3 separate regions of the Rattus norvegicus genome follow, and all the other regions are linked to region 1. Evidence: chromatin contacts called from public Hi-C data. All regions are on one chromosome and are shown on one strand. The core of a region is the stretch at or near the end of the contact, and the rest is flanking DNA. Distances in the headings are between cores, read along the strand shown. Region 1 holds the start of Rybp (RING1 and YY1 binding protein). Region 2 has its middle 100 kb from the start of Shq1. Region 3 overlaps LOC103692198 (a long non-coding RNA gene).

Region 1 (4,986 bases), core at 1,337-3,836:
CAGAGATCCACACGACTCTGCTGCTGGGTGTTGGGATTGAAGTGGGGCCGCACCACACTTGCTGTCCTTTCTTTCCTGAGCTCAAGTGTAGGAGCCAGAGGACGAGGGAGGGGCTTTCACCTCTTACTTGCAATGTTTGAAGGAAGATCTGCAGGCTACCCAGCTCAAGTCATGGAGCATGAGCCCCCAAATCTAGGGGTGGGGTGTTCCTGGAACTAGAAAGACACTTCTGATGGAATCTCATTTCCCACAACTGAATAAAATCAGAATTCCTGAGACAATAGTGGAATAAGAATCTGCTGTCTCTTAGTAAGTTCCTAGAAATAAATGAGCTCTTTTGAAAAGGTAACACAAGACGAATGCGCACACACACCCCACAAAAGACATCCTGGAAAAGGTGTCCTAAAGATAAAGGATGGTGTGGTTGCCATGGGATGCTACCAGATTAAGCAAAGAAAGGGGTGTGAACTTGGATGCAGGCAACAGAATGGAAGAATATCAAAGAAAGTCTGCCTATTCAGAAGTGTCAGCCAGGGGCTGAGAGTGTAAGTCAGAGGCAGAGCTTGCCTACCATGATTCCATCTCTACCACAGAGAGGAAAACGTTCCGCCCAGGCATACCAAATGACTCTAGGGATAGTTCATGAAGAGACAAAACTGATGTTGGCTGACCAAAGTTGAAGTAAAGTGATTGCCTTGGTTGGAGGCTAGGCAGGTTGGAGGATGGTGAAAAGAACACCCTTACCTACATGGTGTAGACAAGGCCATGACTAATCTGCACTGAGGTGCAAGACTGAAGTTTGTGTTTTACTTCTACATAAAAAATAAAGTCAGTCTCCTTCCTATGACCTGTGGATCCCACCTACCCTCTCTTGACTTCGGGGAGATCATTTATTCTTTTTACTTATTCTTTGCATTTGCCCAGTGCTTGGGAATCAAACCCAGGACCTCCTGCTTGCTAGGCAGGAACTAAGCTGCATCAGTTCCTTCAGTGGTTCCCTGCCTCCCCCTCCAAAGAGATTTTTTTTTTTTTTTTTTTTTTTAAATGCACCAGGGGCAGAATGCTGGAAATACTCCAAGCCGACCCTAGGGGCCAAGGCTGCTGGCCCAGGGCCATGCCTTGACATGCACATTCCTTGGTTATCTCTGGCCCCTTTGCCCCTGGGACTTCATCCTTCCTCCTCTTCCTCCTTCACTCCTAAGAAGTAAGTGGCCCAGGTCTCAGAGGTTGCTGACCCTTGCTGAACACTGTAGCTGGCCCTCCTGGGTGTGCCTGCCTGGAGGACATCTAGTGCTGATCAAGTTTATCTTAGTCACAGAGCCTCCCTCTGTTATTCTCTCCCTTCAGATCCCAGGACTTCCTGCTTTCTGGCTCTCCTGGAACTTCAGTGGGTCTCCCGCTTTGCTCCTCTCCCTAGAGCCAGTCCTGATAACTACCTACTTTGAGTTTGCAAGTCAACCAGAGCTCTTGCTCTTATCGGTCCCCCACACCCCATCTCTGCCCCCACCTTTTAGCATCACCTATTGGTCCTGTTTCTCGCCCCTCCGCTCCCGACCTGGGGCTTCCTTTAATCGTAAGACATTCCCCCACTTGGTTCCTTGTAGTGCCTGGGGGTAGAGGGTCCTGAGTCACAAAACCCTGTAGCAAGAGCATGCTTGGAGCAAGGCAGAAAGTGAGGGGTACCAATTTTCTCCCAATCTCAGACGCCGGAGGGAACGGAGTCGGGCCCTGGTACTTCCTAAGTGCGGGGTACAGGTTAGAGTGCTTTTCATCCACCGTGCCCTTCCTGGGAGGAGCGTTAGGAGCCTCATTTCGCAGAGGCAGGAACCGCGACACGAGGTTGGAAAGCGGGCATGTGGTCGCTTGGATCTGAACAGCAACTTCCCCGGGGAAACGCCCTATTTCGGCTGCGGGGGCCCGAGGCTGCGCCACACCCTCTCCAGAGTTCCCTCCGGCGCCCCGGCTCAGGAGGGTGCAGGTCTGGCTGCCGCCCGAGAGGGCCGCTTGGGGAAGACAGCCACAAAGCCCCTCGTGGCAGAAGCGGCAGTGCGGGAGACGCGGGCCTCGAGGCGCAGCCCCCCGCGGCGCGCGCAAACTGCGCGGAACTACTTCAGCGGAGCCGCTGCGGGGCCAGAGTCCCAGCGTCGGCCGCACAGGGCTCCGCAGCGAGTGGGGGCCGCCACAGAGCCACGGGGGCCCGCGGGCACGGCCACGTGCTCCCTGCCGGGCTCGCACGCTCAGACGCGCCGGGGCCGCGGGGGCCACCGGCAGGCACGCGCGCCCCCCGCGCGCACACACACTCCCGGGCACGCACGCCGGCCGCCCCGCCCCCCCGCGGCGCCACGCCCTCCCGCGCGCTACGCCACGCCCCCGCGGCGCCGGTCGTCGTCCTCTTATTGGTTGCCCGGTGTATGACGCGCGGCGCCCGGCCCCGCCCCTCGTCAGTCACTCGGCGGAGGCGGCGCTGGCGGGGACTAGTCTCGTCCGGAGACTGGCGGCGGCGGCAGCGGCGGCGGCGGCGGCGGCGGCGGCTGGAGCTCGAGCCCAGCGGCGGAGGGCGGGCGGGCGGCGCGGGAGGGCGGGGGCCGCTCCGCGACGCTGCGGACCGCGCTTCTCCTCTGAGCGGAGGCGCGCGCAGCTGTGGGGCGCCGGGGGCCAGCCCGTCCATGACCATGGGCGACAAGAAGAGCCCGACCAGGTACCTGCCGGGCGCCGAAGGGGCGGAAGGGGAGGGCGGCCGCGGCGGGCGGGGACACCGGCGACTAGGCCGGAGCGGCCGCGCGGGGGAGGCGCGCTAAGATGGAGACCCGGGGGCGGAGGGAGGCGGTGTCGCTCCGCTCGGGCCGGCGGCCGTGCGCGCCGCAGCCATGGCGGCTCCTCCTCAGCCGCCCTCCGCCGTCGCCGCTCCGCCCAGACAAAGGGAGATTTAACCAGGTGGGGCGGGCGGGAGGGCGCGAGCAGGGGCGGGCAGCGCGCGGCGCCGGCCCCCTCCGCGCCGCCGCCCGGCCGTCCCGGCTGCTCGCCGCCTTCGGGATCCGGCCCGCGGCCCGCGCCGCGCCCCCGCCGCCCCGCGCTCGCGCCCACGAGTCGGCCCGCTTCCTGCGCTCGGCGCGGCCCCGCGTGAGCCGTCGCCGCCGTCAGGCGCTCGGTGCCCGGGGCCGGAGGGGGCGCCCGGCTCCGCGTTGCCGGTCGGCCTCTCGCCCCAGTGCCCGCCAGTGGGGTGGATGGGTGGTCGCTGCGAGAAGTTTCCAGCGTCGGATTCCTGTGAATTGACGACGGCTTACCAGCGTTTGTTTTCTCTTCTCTATTCTCTCCTCGGTTCTCCACTCCTCGGAAGGCCAAAAAGACAAGCGAAACCGGCTGCAGACGAAGGCTTTTGGGATTGTAGCGTCTGCACCTTTAGGAACAGCGCCGAAGCCTTTAAATGCAGCATCTGCGATGTGCGGAAAGGCACCTCCACCAGGTACTGGAAGACCTGTGCTAGCTTTTGTTGAAATACTTGTTTTGGCTTTATTTATTGTGCGGAGAGGGGAGTGAGTCGTACTTTCATTATTATTGATCGCCCTCTTGCCAACTTGTTGATTACGACCCTTAGCATTTGGGGATGGGCGATGTGGTTGGGGTTGCGTGCCATTTCAAGTTGCGTTCAGTGCCTCGTGCTAAAATAAAGGATTTATGGGAGGGATTTTCCCCAGGTTTTCCTCTTGTTTCAGACATTGGATTTATTTGACATTTGCATCCTTTGGCTTGTTGCTATTGGCTCCCACCGGGGAGAGAGAGGAAGGGAATAGTGATGGATCATAGGACATTGGACATTTTGGTATTTGTTGTGTGCAGAGTAGTTTTAATTTGTCCAGAATTAGTTTTTTCCTGAGTTTAATGGTGGTATGGTGGTACAATAAGACTGGGTCGTGCCTTTTGTCTGTCTTGGGTTGGAAATATCTCTTTTTTGCACTTGAAGATACATCCTGGAGGGTTGGAAAAAGTGTATTTGTGGGGCAAGGGGCCTGCTGATGTGTCTTTTGTTAGTAGCTTATGTAGAATGGTGTGAGATGTTGAGGTGAATAGACTTAAGTTAGTGTTAATGGCTTTGTGTTAAAACATTGAAAGGGATTCGTTTATATTAAGATGAGAGTGGTTAGCTGCATGTGGTAGCAAATGAGTTCGAACTATTTGTAGAGTAACATTAAAACTAGTTCTATAGTCCTGCAGCTGTTTTAAACTTTGATTTAGAATTTCTGTTTCGAAGAGTTAGGTTATGGCGTTCTTGCTCCCATTTAAAGGGACTGTATTTAGAGCACATAAGAAAGTGAGAGTTAGCTTAGGACTCATCAGGCGTCCAGGTTGAAGGCTAAATGTTTCATTACAGCAGGTGCTTGCTTTTGAATTGGCAGCATACCATTGTGACTAGTTCCACCTGGATGTTCTGAGCGAGGTGCCTTGTCAGGGTCTAGTTGCTTTACTTACATCTGGGATTAAGGAGGCTTCAGCTGTAAGTCTTAATTGGAATGAATTGCTCCAGTTACTGGGGAATTTTGTGAATTTCACTATTAAGAAATGAGACCTTTGAATCAAAACTCAAGAACTGAAGTTTATTTCCCTGTAAGTAGTTTTGTTTTTCTACTAAAATGGCATCTCACTATATTTAGAGCTAATCTGGAACCACAATCCTGTTACTCAGCCTCACTGCACCCAGCTAGTAGGATTTTTTTTTTATATATATAAGTAAATTCACATTAGTTTTTTGTATCATACTAGATTTAGTTAAGTGGAAAACCCATTTCTTAGGATTTGTTCTGCTGTCTAAAATCGGAGATTCCATCACACAGCATGAAAGTTTAGAAATGTATTTGTTACTTTAAATCAATAGTGACTATATTATTTATGAGTAATGTTTTTTACATGTAGAATCCCGCTGAGGCCAAAGCTCTTTATTGTGGTTTTGCCTTGAGTGTTAGTGTAGTTGATGTTCGAGGAAATGACCAG
Region 2 (4,891 bases), core at 1,473-3,972, 280 kb before region 1:
GTGGGTGGTCATCTAGCAGGGAACCCGTAGAGTCCCTGTCTGAGCAGCGTGGGTGAGCACCAACCATCACAGTGAGTCAGGCCCAGAGCTGTGGGTCCAGGGAAGGCTGAGGGGACGGAAGCAGAACATAGGTTCCTACCAGGCTGTCCCCTGGCCCCGTGGGCTCCGGAGCTGCGGTTTCAGATTTGTGCACAATTAAGTTAGGAAAAGACAGAACTGGGTACAGAGTGCTGGTGCCAGTCTGCTCCTGGTTTTGCAAATATCCAATCTAGCTAGCATTCGGAAGCTGTTCTTTTCATATGGAAGTTGAAACTGAACACACCATTGGGCTTTAAGAAAAATTCCACCTCTCAGTTACCTTCTTAGCAATTTCCCCATTCCTTAATTTAAAAAAAGAAAGTCCACATACACTCTCACACATTGTTTAAATAGCATTGGATTCCTATACTATGTAAATTTTACTTTTTCTCTTTTTTGCTATTGTTTGGTTTTTTGTTTTGTTTTGTGGTGGTCGTTGTTGAGACAGGGTTAGTCCCCCCCCTCCCCCCAGTGCTGTCTCTCCTGGAGCTCAATATATAGGTTGAGTCTCACTGAGATCCTCCTGCCTCAGTCTCCCAAGTGCTAGGATTAAAGATGTGGGCCACCAAGCCTGGCTCTCTCAGTCTTCATACAAAGCTGTGGTTACTTTCTCTTGTCTCTGAAGAACCTTCCAAATCATAACTCCATGGCTGCAGTGAAAACAATTACAGGATATGCGTGAGCAAGATGCCCCTGTTTTTGCAACATGTCTGAAAACAAGTGTGTCTCCTCAGACTCACCAGGGAGGCACGTAAGGGGGCGGGAACTGAGTTGAATAAATTTCTGCTCTCTAGGATTTGAACTGGGAAGTGAAGAAGGACTCAGGCCCTTGGCAAATGCAGGGAGCAAAAGAGGCATTGGGAAAAGCCACAAAGGGATCTGGAGTCGGTCTTGCCAACAACTCAGGGAGGAAAAAGTTAGAAAAATCCATGTACAGACACAACACGCCAAGGAAAGGGCTTGGGCACTGGGGAGTCTTGGAAACGGGTCTGATGTGAAAGACGCAGACACTGGGAGTCCTTAAGTGGTGTCAGTAAGGTGAACTCTCACATGTCTGCCTGGGACTCCCACACCTCCCTTCCACCCGTCTGTCTCGATCAGTATGCACCCAGAGCCTGTCATGGATTCACAGGGTGTCTGCCTCCTTCATCCGTGATCTAATCAAAGGCCTTTCTAGTAAGTACAATAGTCCTTTATCCCTTGTTGCCCCAGGATTTGTTTCCCTGTGGTCAACCATGGTCTGAAGACATTAAACAGAATCCCTGAGTTTTCAGTTGCAAGTTGCTGAGTCTGTGATAGAATCGTGTGCAAGTCTGCTTTGTCCTGCTGTGCATGCGACCTGCTGGCGGTCACTTTGCAGCTCCTTAGCTGTCACATCGCCTGTTGTCTTGCCTTGCTGAGTTTCAAGTGACCCTGATTCTACTTAACAATGACCCCAAAACATGAGAGTTTCAATGCTGGCCTTGCAGATGCACCACAGAGAAGATGCAATACACTTCCCTCATGTGAAAGAGAACTCAGGAGAAAACAAACCGGGGAGGTTGCCGAGGTCTGTGGACACACAAATAGGGAGAGCATCTATTGCCAGTATTGTAACAGCTCATCTACTGTACTGCCGTTCCTCTTGTTGCCTGATAAGAGGCCTATTGTGCCTGATTAATAAGTAATTGTAGGTGTGTTTGGGTAGGGAAAACATGTCCTGGTTCAATGCTGTCTGTGGTTTCAGGCATCAGTGGGGTCTTGGGGCAAACTCCAGAGAAGAGAATGTTGTGACAGGAACGCTAACACAGCGACTTCAGTCAGCAGAGATAACTAATTAGTGTACAGTCTGACAAGTTCAGCAGTAGAATGGCTCTCAGGAGCAGCTTGCCCAAGCGATTCACATGTCAAAGCTCTTTGTGTGGTCTCTCTCCAACATCCTCAGTGTTGACATAATTCCACTTGGCTACCCCTCTTGACCATAGTGGCTGCCAGCTGCCCCTGCAGCTCCCTCTTTTCTGATCAGAAGAGCTGATTTGTCTAGTCTCCAACAAACTCCTCAGAAACCTGACTAGATCAGCTGAGGTAAGCTGGTTTCTTCATGGTTGGCCATTGAGATGGTGCTTGATAGCAGCATATGGCCACCTTGGGGCAGGGGCAGGCACTTTGTAGATGGAGGGTGGGAGACAGAGTGGGAGAGTAACCGGTAACTATTCCAACCCACCCTTACAGTTCCATTTGTAGAGCAGTGATTCTCAACCTTCCCAACGCTGTGACCCCTTAAATGCAGTTGCGGTGACCCCTGGCTATAAAATTACTTTCGTCGCTACTTCCTAATTGCTATTTTGCTACTATTTTGAATAGAAAATATGTGATATGTGACCCCTGTGAAAAGGTCATTTGACACCCCTCAGGGGTCGTGACCTCAGGTTGAGAACTGCTGTTTGTTGTAGCTCGTCCTGTGAGACTTAGTGGTAAAGCCCGTTTCAGGCACGTGTGAATCCCGGGGTTTCTACTCCCAGAAAGAAGGACAGGGTGAGAGCAAAAGAGAACCGTGTAATTGTTAATGGTCTCCAGCTGTCAGTTCTTGGTTTACCTATCCTCCTGAGTGTTCTGAGGCGGCCACTGGGTGGTGCTAGAGCCGGTTCTCCTCTGCCAGGCAGGCGGGCTCTGGATGCCCCATCGTGCCAACCCCATCCCCCAAGCTCTTCCTAGGCAGCACTGCAGTGCATAGCTGTCCCCGGATCTGAGTTCCCTGTTTTTCTCCCGGCACACTGGCGCTCGAGCCTCCCCTCTCACCGCTAATCTACCCTGTGCTCCTCACAGGGACAGACTAAATGGCCTGGAGTTATCTCAGAGGCCGACCCTAACTGAGGCTGCTGCTTTCCAGGCTCGGCTGGCACCAGCGCTGCGCTCACACGCCTCTGCGACGCAGAGAGCACCCTTGTCATAGATAAGGGGCTGGCTTCCAAGTCATGTGCCGGCCGGAGATCGCCTTGCAGCTCCCTGCAGCGCGCTCTTTCTGCAGCATTGATCGCTAGTCCTTCAGGTTCCTGTAGAGCCTGGGGAAGTGACCCCATGAGGTCACTCATTCAGAACAGGATAGATCCGTTCCGGTGGGTGTCCTAGGTCACTCCTACGTAGGTCTAGGGGTCGCAAGGCTGTGATCCTCACCGTCGGTCCTGCACTGAGCTCGGACCCTCCGTGGGCGACCCATCGCCCGGAAGGGTTCTGCTTATTAATCATCCTGCCTCCAGGAGTGGGGATCCTTGCTGGTGGCCTCCTCGCGCGGATTGGTGGGGAAGGCTCGAGTTGCCAGCCCTCCCCGGCTAATCCCTGCATTGTCCGCTGACGTATCTAATTATGTGTCTTACAACCACCGCGCGGTCCTGGGAGCAGCGGGGGCCTTCTGGCGGAAAGACGAGAATGATTGCTCCATCTGTTACCGAGGCACCTCTGGGGGAGAGGGGCAAGTGCGCGTGCGCCCAGGCCGGGCGGGCGGGGCGGCCACGCGGAGCGCAGGTGCCTCTGGAGCAGGGATCCACTGCAGGTGCAGGTGCCAAGCTCGCCCCGGCTGAGTGGATGCTTAATTACAGTCGACCTCAGGGGATGGCTCACTCCTGAATGACGGGTGAAGCTCCTGGTGAAGCTTCTGGTGAGCAGAGCTGGAGAAGGTAGCGGGCTTGAGACTTCTGGGAAGCAAGGATGAAGTCCTTCCCTAATCACCGGGCTACGCCTCATCCCTAGGCCGATTAAAGCGTCCTTTGGGCTAAATTGATTCTCGGTCTACTGACACCACATTCTATTCTGGAACATTGTTTTCATGGCTCTGCAGCCACGCTGAACAGGACATCCAGACTATCAAAAATAAGCTCGTCTTGGAGTCAAATGTCATTACCAGCGCCTACACCCTGGCCCTTTACAGTTTGCTTGCCAGTGATCCTCCCTTCCTCAGTATACTGGGAATGAAACTCACGGCCTCCTGGATACTGGGCAAGCGCTCTAGCCTCTAGTTCTGGTGCTCAAATTTGGCCCTACCGAGGCGGGCACATGTGCACTGGGAGTTGAAGAAGATCAGAGTCGGGTTAGCAGCACTGTGTGTCTCATAGTGGGAGTTGTGGATGGTCTGATGAGAGGGTAGAAAGAAATGGAAGGCTTGGCAATCTGGAGGGAGCTGGCTTCTGTGGGGATGGTTTTCCCCACGTGACCAAATCTGAGCTATGAGAGAACCAGATTGCTCAAGGTAGATGTGACAATGGGGTGTAAGTAAACTTAGTCGGGGACAACCCATAGAAAGCCACTTTGGTTTTAGGACTCAGACATTATTGCATACAGGGGAAGAGAGCAAAGCCCCATCAGTTCAGGATCTATGGAAATGGGAAGTAATGTGAGCATGTGTTGTGGCTTGAGGCAGACTTCATTATTAAGGTCTGTCAAGCATTTTCAAATCGTGCTGTCTTGTGGTGAACAAAGTGCCTCAGAGTGCCACCAGGCCTGATGACCCGAGATCCAGCTCCCCACCCCATGTGGTGGAAGTAGAGAACTGACTCTCACAGGTTGTCTTCTGCTCTCTCTCTCTCTCTCTCTCTCTCTCTCTCTCTCTCTCTCTCTCTCTGTGTGTGTGTGTGTGTGTGTGTGTGTGTGTGTGTGTGTGTGTGTGTGTGTGCTGACCTGTGCTGGTGTGAAGAGGGGGCACATACACATACATATGCATGCAAAGAATAATAATAAATAATTTAAATATAATTTGAAAAGAGCCTTTTGTGTCCTCTCACTGTTGGTGTCTCGGAGTCAGTATTCCTCAAAACTTACCCCGTGTGATAGTCCGTTTTCT
Region 3 (4,734 bases), core at 101-2,600, 390 kb after region 1:
AACCTTCTAGAGAATCTGTCTTGTTTTTGTTTGTTTGGTTTTTTTACAACATAAGTAAAGTTCAGCATGGTTTTACAAGGCTGCTTCTTGCAGCACATTTGTGAGCACATCTGAAAAAGCTTTCTCCTGTATCTTGTGTGTATATGTCTATATTTGTGTGTAAACACATGTTTCCATATGAATGTGTGTATATGTGTTTGTGTCTTCCAAAGTCAGCCCCTCGAAAAATGCCGACGAAGCAGTCTCTGGGAGGGTCCTTGAACTACACCAGCCCTCAGGAAGAAGGCAGAGGGCAGGCAATTATCAGGGAGTTAATAGACGCAGTGGGCTGTTGCTAAGCACAGAGAAAGAGGCAGTGGGGTATTTCGGTGTCTTAATGGTCCTGGTTACCTGGAGTCACCCATTACTTAGCAGGGTGGTCTCTGAAGAGAAGCAGCCCAGGGTCTAAATTTCCCATGCTGTCTTCACTCCTCAGGGAAGAGAAGTGGCAGCAAGTACCAATCCCCCTCTGCTAGGGAGTGTGGAGAGAGTTGGCAGGTGCACTCACATATCAGGTGTGTGCAAACAGTAGAGAATGCTTCTGGAGCTGTTCAGGCTAGAAGGAGGAAAGACTGGCTGTGTTGCTGAGCCTTCAGGCTATGCAGAAAGCTCTGAGGTTGCTACAGTGTATCTATAACAAGAGAAACCCGGAATGCTGGCAGAGAGCAATTCAGGAGAGAGCGAAGATGAAAGGCCTGTTGGGGGTTCTCTCTCTGCGTGTATTAGTTTTCAAATATGTCTTCAATGAGCAGAGTAATCTCTCCCAAGTTCTGGGGAGGGTGACAGGCAACTGGCTCCTGTCCCCGTGCTGGAGCCCCATGTGTATAGACATAGACATGTGTGCTCTGTATTTGTTTGTAGAGTGACTGTGTTAGGATGGAATGAAAGAGATTTCAAAAGGCAAGGGGAAAGAGAGAGGTCAAGATAAGAAAGCACTATAGAGGGAAGTAGAAAGTGCAGAATGTTGGGGGACAGCAGAAGGCTCCTGGAGCTCAAGAAGAAAATTCCTCGAGTCAGACAGGAGGGAATAATTCTGAAGGTTGCCAAGGGGTTTGTTCTAGAAGCCGAAGAACAAACAATCATAATTTCCTAGGCCAGTAAAGTATTCTCTAGGAAGTGCCCCAGAGTCCCACACTCTTTTCCTTGACTGGTATTTTATAATGTCCCTTCACTAACAGGAAATGAAATCTCCTTTAAAAACAGAAAGTGCCTACTCATGAGTTTTAAAAATAGATGTAACAGTCCAACTCCAGGATGAAGGAACTGAAGAAGTGCTATTTATGGCCCTGTATACAGAGGCTCGGATGCCTGGAGGGACATCAGGAAAGGGTCAGGTTCTTATCCGTCCCAGTGAAAACAAATGGCTACAACTGTACAACACACACAGCCCAGTTCCACTGCACCTCACGTACTTGAAGAGTAACTGTAAGGGAGCAGCTGTAAGTGTGACAAGTGACACACTTGACGACATATCATGATATTTTAATCCCTTTCAAACAGCTTTTAGTAAAAACTGGGCACGGTGGCGCGCACACACACACACACACACACACACACACACACACACACACACACCCCTGTAATCCCAGTATTTAAGTAGAAGTAGAAAAATTGTGAGTTCAAGGCCAGCCTGGGCTACATAGCAACTTCCAGAACAACCTAGGCACCATAGTGGGACCCTATGTCCCATACACAAAACACACAAACAAAACTAAATGCATGTGTCCCCTTGGCTTACACAGTAGGTATACTTCTAGAAGTTTCCATACATACTAAAACTGTTGAAGAAACATTCTTTGCCTGTGTGTAGGAGAGAAGAGGAGATGGGGCACAGGAGACAGCTAGTGTCTGATCCATGGTGTCTGAACCCCCTTCTCTCCCCACAGGCTGAGGCCTCAGTCATCTGAATGCTTGCCTGGGCTGGCCACACAGTCTGTCTCCTTCCTGGGTGGCTCAGATAACTGTGTACATTCTCTGCCACTGCCACAAAGTACTTGACAGAATTCCGCATCAGAGGAGGAAAGGTTTGTTTTGGCTCAGTGTGAGAAGCTGCATCCCTGCTCAGCTGGCCCATTATTCTGGAGGACATAGTGGCATCGCATATCATGGCAGGGGAGATGTGGCAGGGAGAGCTTCTCTCCTGGTGGCCAGGTAACAAAGGAGAGCAAAGAAGGGGCCAGAATTCCATTATCCCCTTCCAAGCCATACCGGACACCAGCAGCCACCTTCCTCCCACCAGGCCCTACCTCTTCTCCATCCAAGTGCCTGACGAAAGCGTCACAGGTTTAGAACCAGGTCTTAAGCACAGGGGCCTTTGAAGATCCAAAGTACAACGGCCCCACAACGGGCAGGTCAGCGCTGGCTGTGGCAGGCAGCTTCAGTTCTAGCTTCCTGCAAGGCGGCTAGAATGCTGCCACAGCATGGCCACTGGCATCCCCAGAGTGAGCCTCTCAAGAGATTAGAGGCACACAGAACTATTCTTTTCCTAATTATTTATTTGTTTGTGTGCATGTGTGAGTGTAGGAGCCGCTGCATACATGTGTTTGCCTGTGCCCACAGAAGCCGGAAGAAGGCCTCAGGGTTTCTCTTTCTTTTTCTCCTTTTGTTTTGAGGAGGGGTCTCTAGGCTGGAAGTCAGCCAACCCAAGGAGTCTATCTCCATTGTCCTTAGAGCTGGAGTTACAGATGGATGCAGGATACTGTCTTCTTACGTGGGTCCTGCAATCTGAACCCCCGCCCTCCTCCTGTTTGTACAGGAAGTACTCCTAACCACTGAACCATCTGACAGAACCATTCTTCATTGCTCAGCTTCATCTCTCTACCAAATGTTTTCCCTTAGATGAGAGCCTCCATGACTGTTTATGACCAGGTAAGGAGGTTAGGCCTGCGGTTTGAAGGAAGGGGTATCAATATATACTGACAATCATATTACAAGCATCATATATACATGTACAATCATATATTACAAACATCGTGTCCCAGAGAACCCAAAATTGAGTTTTCCACTCCATGAAATCTGCTCAGAAACCACAACTCGGGCGCGTCTGGGGAGACAGTGGATAAAGTTGTGTTTGCTGCACAAGTATGGAAACCGAAGGCCAGAAACCTCATCTCCCCAAATGACCAAGGCATGGCATTGTATGTCTGTGATCTCAGAGCTGAGAGCCTGGGGGATGGAGAAAGACAGAAACTGGGGGCTCCATAGGCTAAAACAGCAAGCAAGCCCCAGGTTCAAGAAGAGACTCGGTCTCAAAAAATAAGGTGGAGAGTGATAGAAGACACCTAGAATTGACCTCTAACACACATATGTGCACACATCAGGGACACACACACACACACACACACACACACACACATGCTGAGCTGTGCAATGAAATTCGGTATCTGGCACAACGTCACGTACCACGTCTTCCTGACCTCCTGTACGCCCATCCCTGCTTTATCAGATGCCAGGAATGCTTCTCCATCATTGTGAAAGCACAAAGTACAACCACTTTCCAACAGTCCCCTCTTTGTGAGCATGGTTATAATGGTGATTGAAAGTGGAAATTTGGGACTGGAGAGCTAACAACTGGAGCCAGGCACAGGGACTCCCTAGCAGGTCCGGGAGTATCTCCCAGGCACTTTTAAGTTGTACAGTTATCCTCCACTCCTCATGCCCTGGCCCTGAACCACCCTCCTCTGGCTCACCACACAGGCTGAGCTCCCTCTAGCTTAGTACCTTTGTTCCAGCTGTAGGCGTGTAGAACAGTCTTCTCTCCCTGTACCCTGGTTTCTTTATCCCTTTCTCACCGTGACCTCCTTCATTCCAAGGTGTCAGATCCCTTTGGAGAGCAGCTTGCTTGATTAGGGCAATTGGTGCAGTTTACCTCCAGGTTTGTGTGATTGCTCTGTTTTCAGCTTCCTCAGCACCACCGTAAGCTCAGTGATGGACGAGAAGGGGAAGAAGGGAGGAAGGAAAGGAGGGAGGGGGGAGGGAAGAAGAGTTTTGCATCAGCCCCACAGTGGGGCAGCCTTAGGTACCACAGACAAGTTCGGTCTTCCCAGAGTGAGCAGCTTCGTGGTGGCAGGAAGGAGTGGGAAGGCCCAGTCCCTATGAAAACATTGGTGAAGATATATATCTGGCAGTGCCTGCGCATGCATAAAGAGGCGTATTAGCTCCCTGGTTCGAAGTGGAGAGCCACAGCTGCTAATAGTGGTGTTGCTAGGCTGTTCTGCCGGGCGTGATTTTCTGTTTCAATTACGCTGGTGTCCGTGATTTAGCAGCCAGGCTGGCAGAGAGTCACTCCTGAGAGGTTGGTCGTAACTGCCAATAGGAAAAAGACGGCCTGAGCTTCCCACCTCAATCTCTCCCTCTCCCGCCCTCCCTCCTCTTCATTACCTCGCTCTTTCAGCTCACTTTCTCTTCCCACTCCTCCCGATTCCCACTCCAACTCCAGCTCTCATATCTACTCCATCTTCTCTTGTCCATTCGGACATTCCGGTTTATGCCCTGGCCCAAGCCTCACTGTGGGTGAACTGGGATTTGGAGAATTGCGATGACTCTCCTTGATTGTCAACTTGACCACATCTATACTGACTAAAAACTCAAGTCGCCGGGCACACTGAGAGGGATTTTTAGTTAATTGGACCATTTGAAGCAAGAAGACCCACCCTAAATATAGGCCATATCTTCCTGTGACAACCTATATAAGGG

What was found. A called contact is a pair of places that touch in the nucleus more often than the background predicts.
Region 2: a contact with region 1 is called in a Hi-C map of liver, with 2.3 times the contacts expected there. The contact joins the enhancer-like site here to the promoter of Rybp in region 1. A contact is called at or near these places in 5 of 12 Hi-C or Micro-C datasets (the A7r5 cell line, Schwann cells, frontal cortex and 2 more).
Region 3: a Hi-C map of frontal cortex shows a contact between it and region 1, with 2.7 times the contacts expected there. The contact joins the enhancer-like site here to the promoter of Rybp in region 1. A contact is called at or near these places in 5 of 12 Hi-C or Micro-C datasets (the Rat2 cell line, Schwann cells, frontal cortex and 2 more).

What each region holds. Positions count from the first base shown.
Region 1 is chr4:134,482,332-134,487,317 of GRCr8, reverse strand. It overlaps Rybp (RING1 and YY1 binding protein), which reads left to right and starts at 2,586. Exons shown (of 5, transcript NM_001399600.1): 1 at 2,586-2,698; 2 at 3,338-3,463. The coding sequence starts at 2,667.
Region 2 is chr4:134,759,407-134,764,297 of GRCr8, reverse strand. It overlaps a transcript of Shq1 not described here. Among named protein-coding and RNA genes, the nearest start is that of Shq1, 100 kb to the left of the region's middle. Within about 2 kb of position 2,722, at least 45 of the 93 cell types and tissues checked have an H3K27ac peak or open chromatin away from gene starts, as enhancers often do. A contact at or near this core is called in liver, where this site is marked.
Region 3 is chr4:134,089,192-134,093,925 of GRCr8, reverse strand. LOC103692198 (a long non-coding RNA gene) reads right to left here. Exons shown (of 3, transcript XR_001837651.3): 3 at 1-4,344. Among named protein-coding and RNA genes, the nearest start is that of Prok2, 170 kb to the right of the region's middle. Within about 2 kb of position 1,350, at least 5 of the 93 cell types and tissues checked have an H3K27ac peak or open chromatin away from gene starts, as enhancers often do.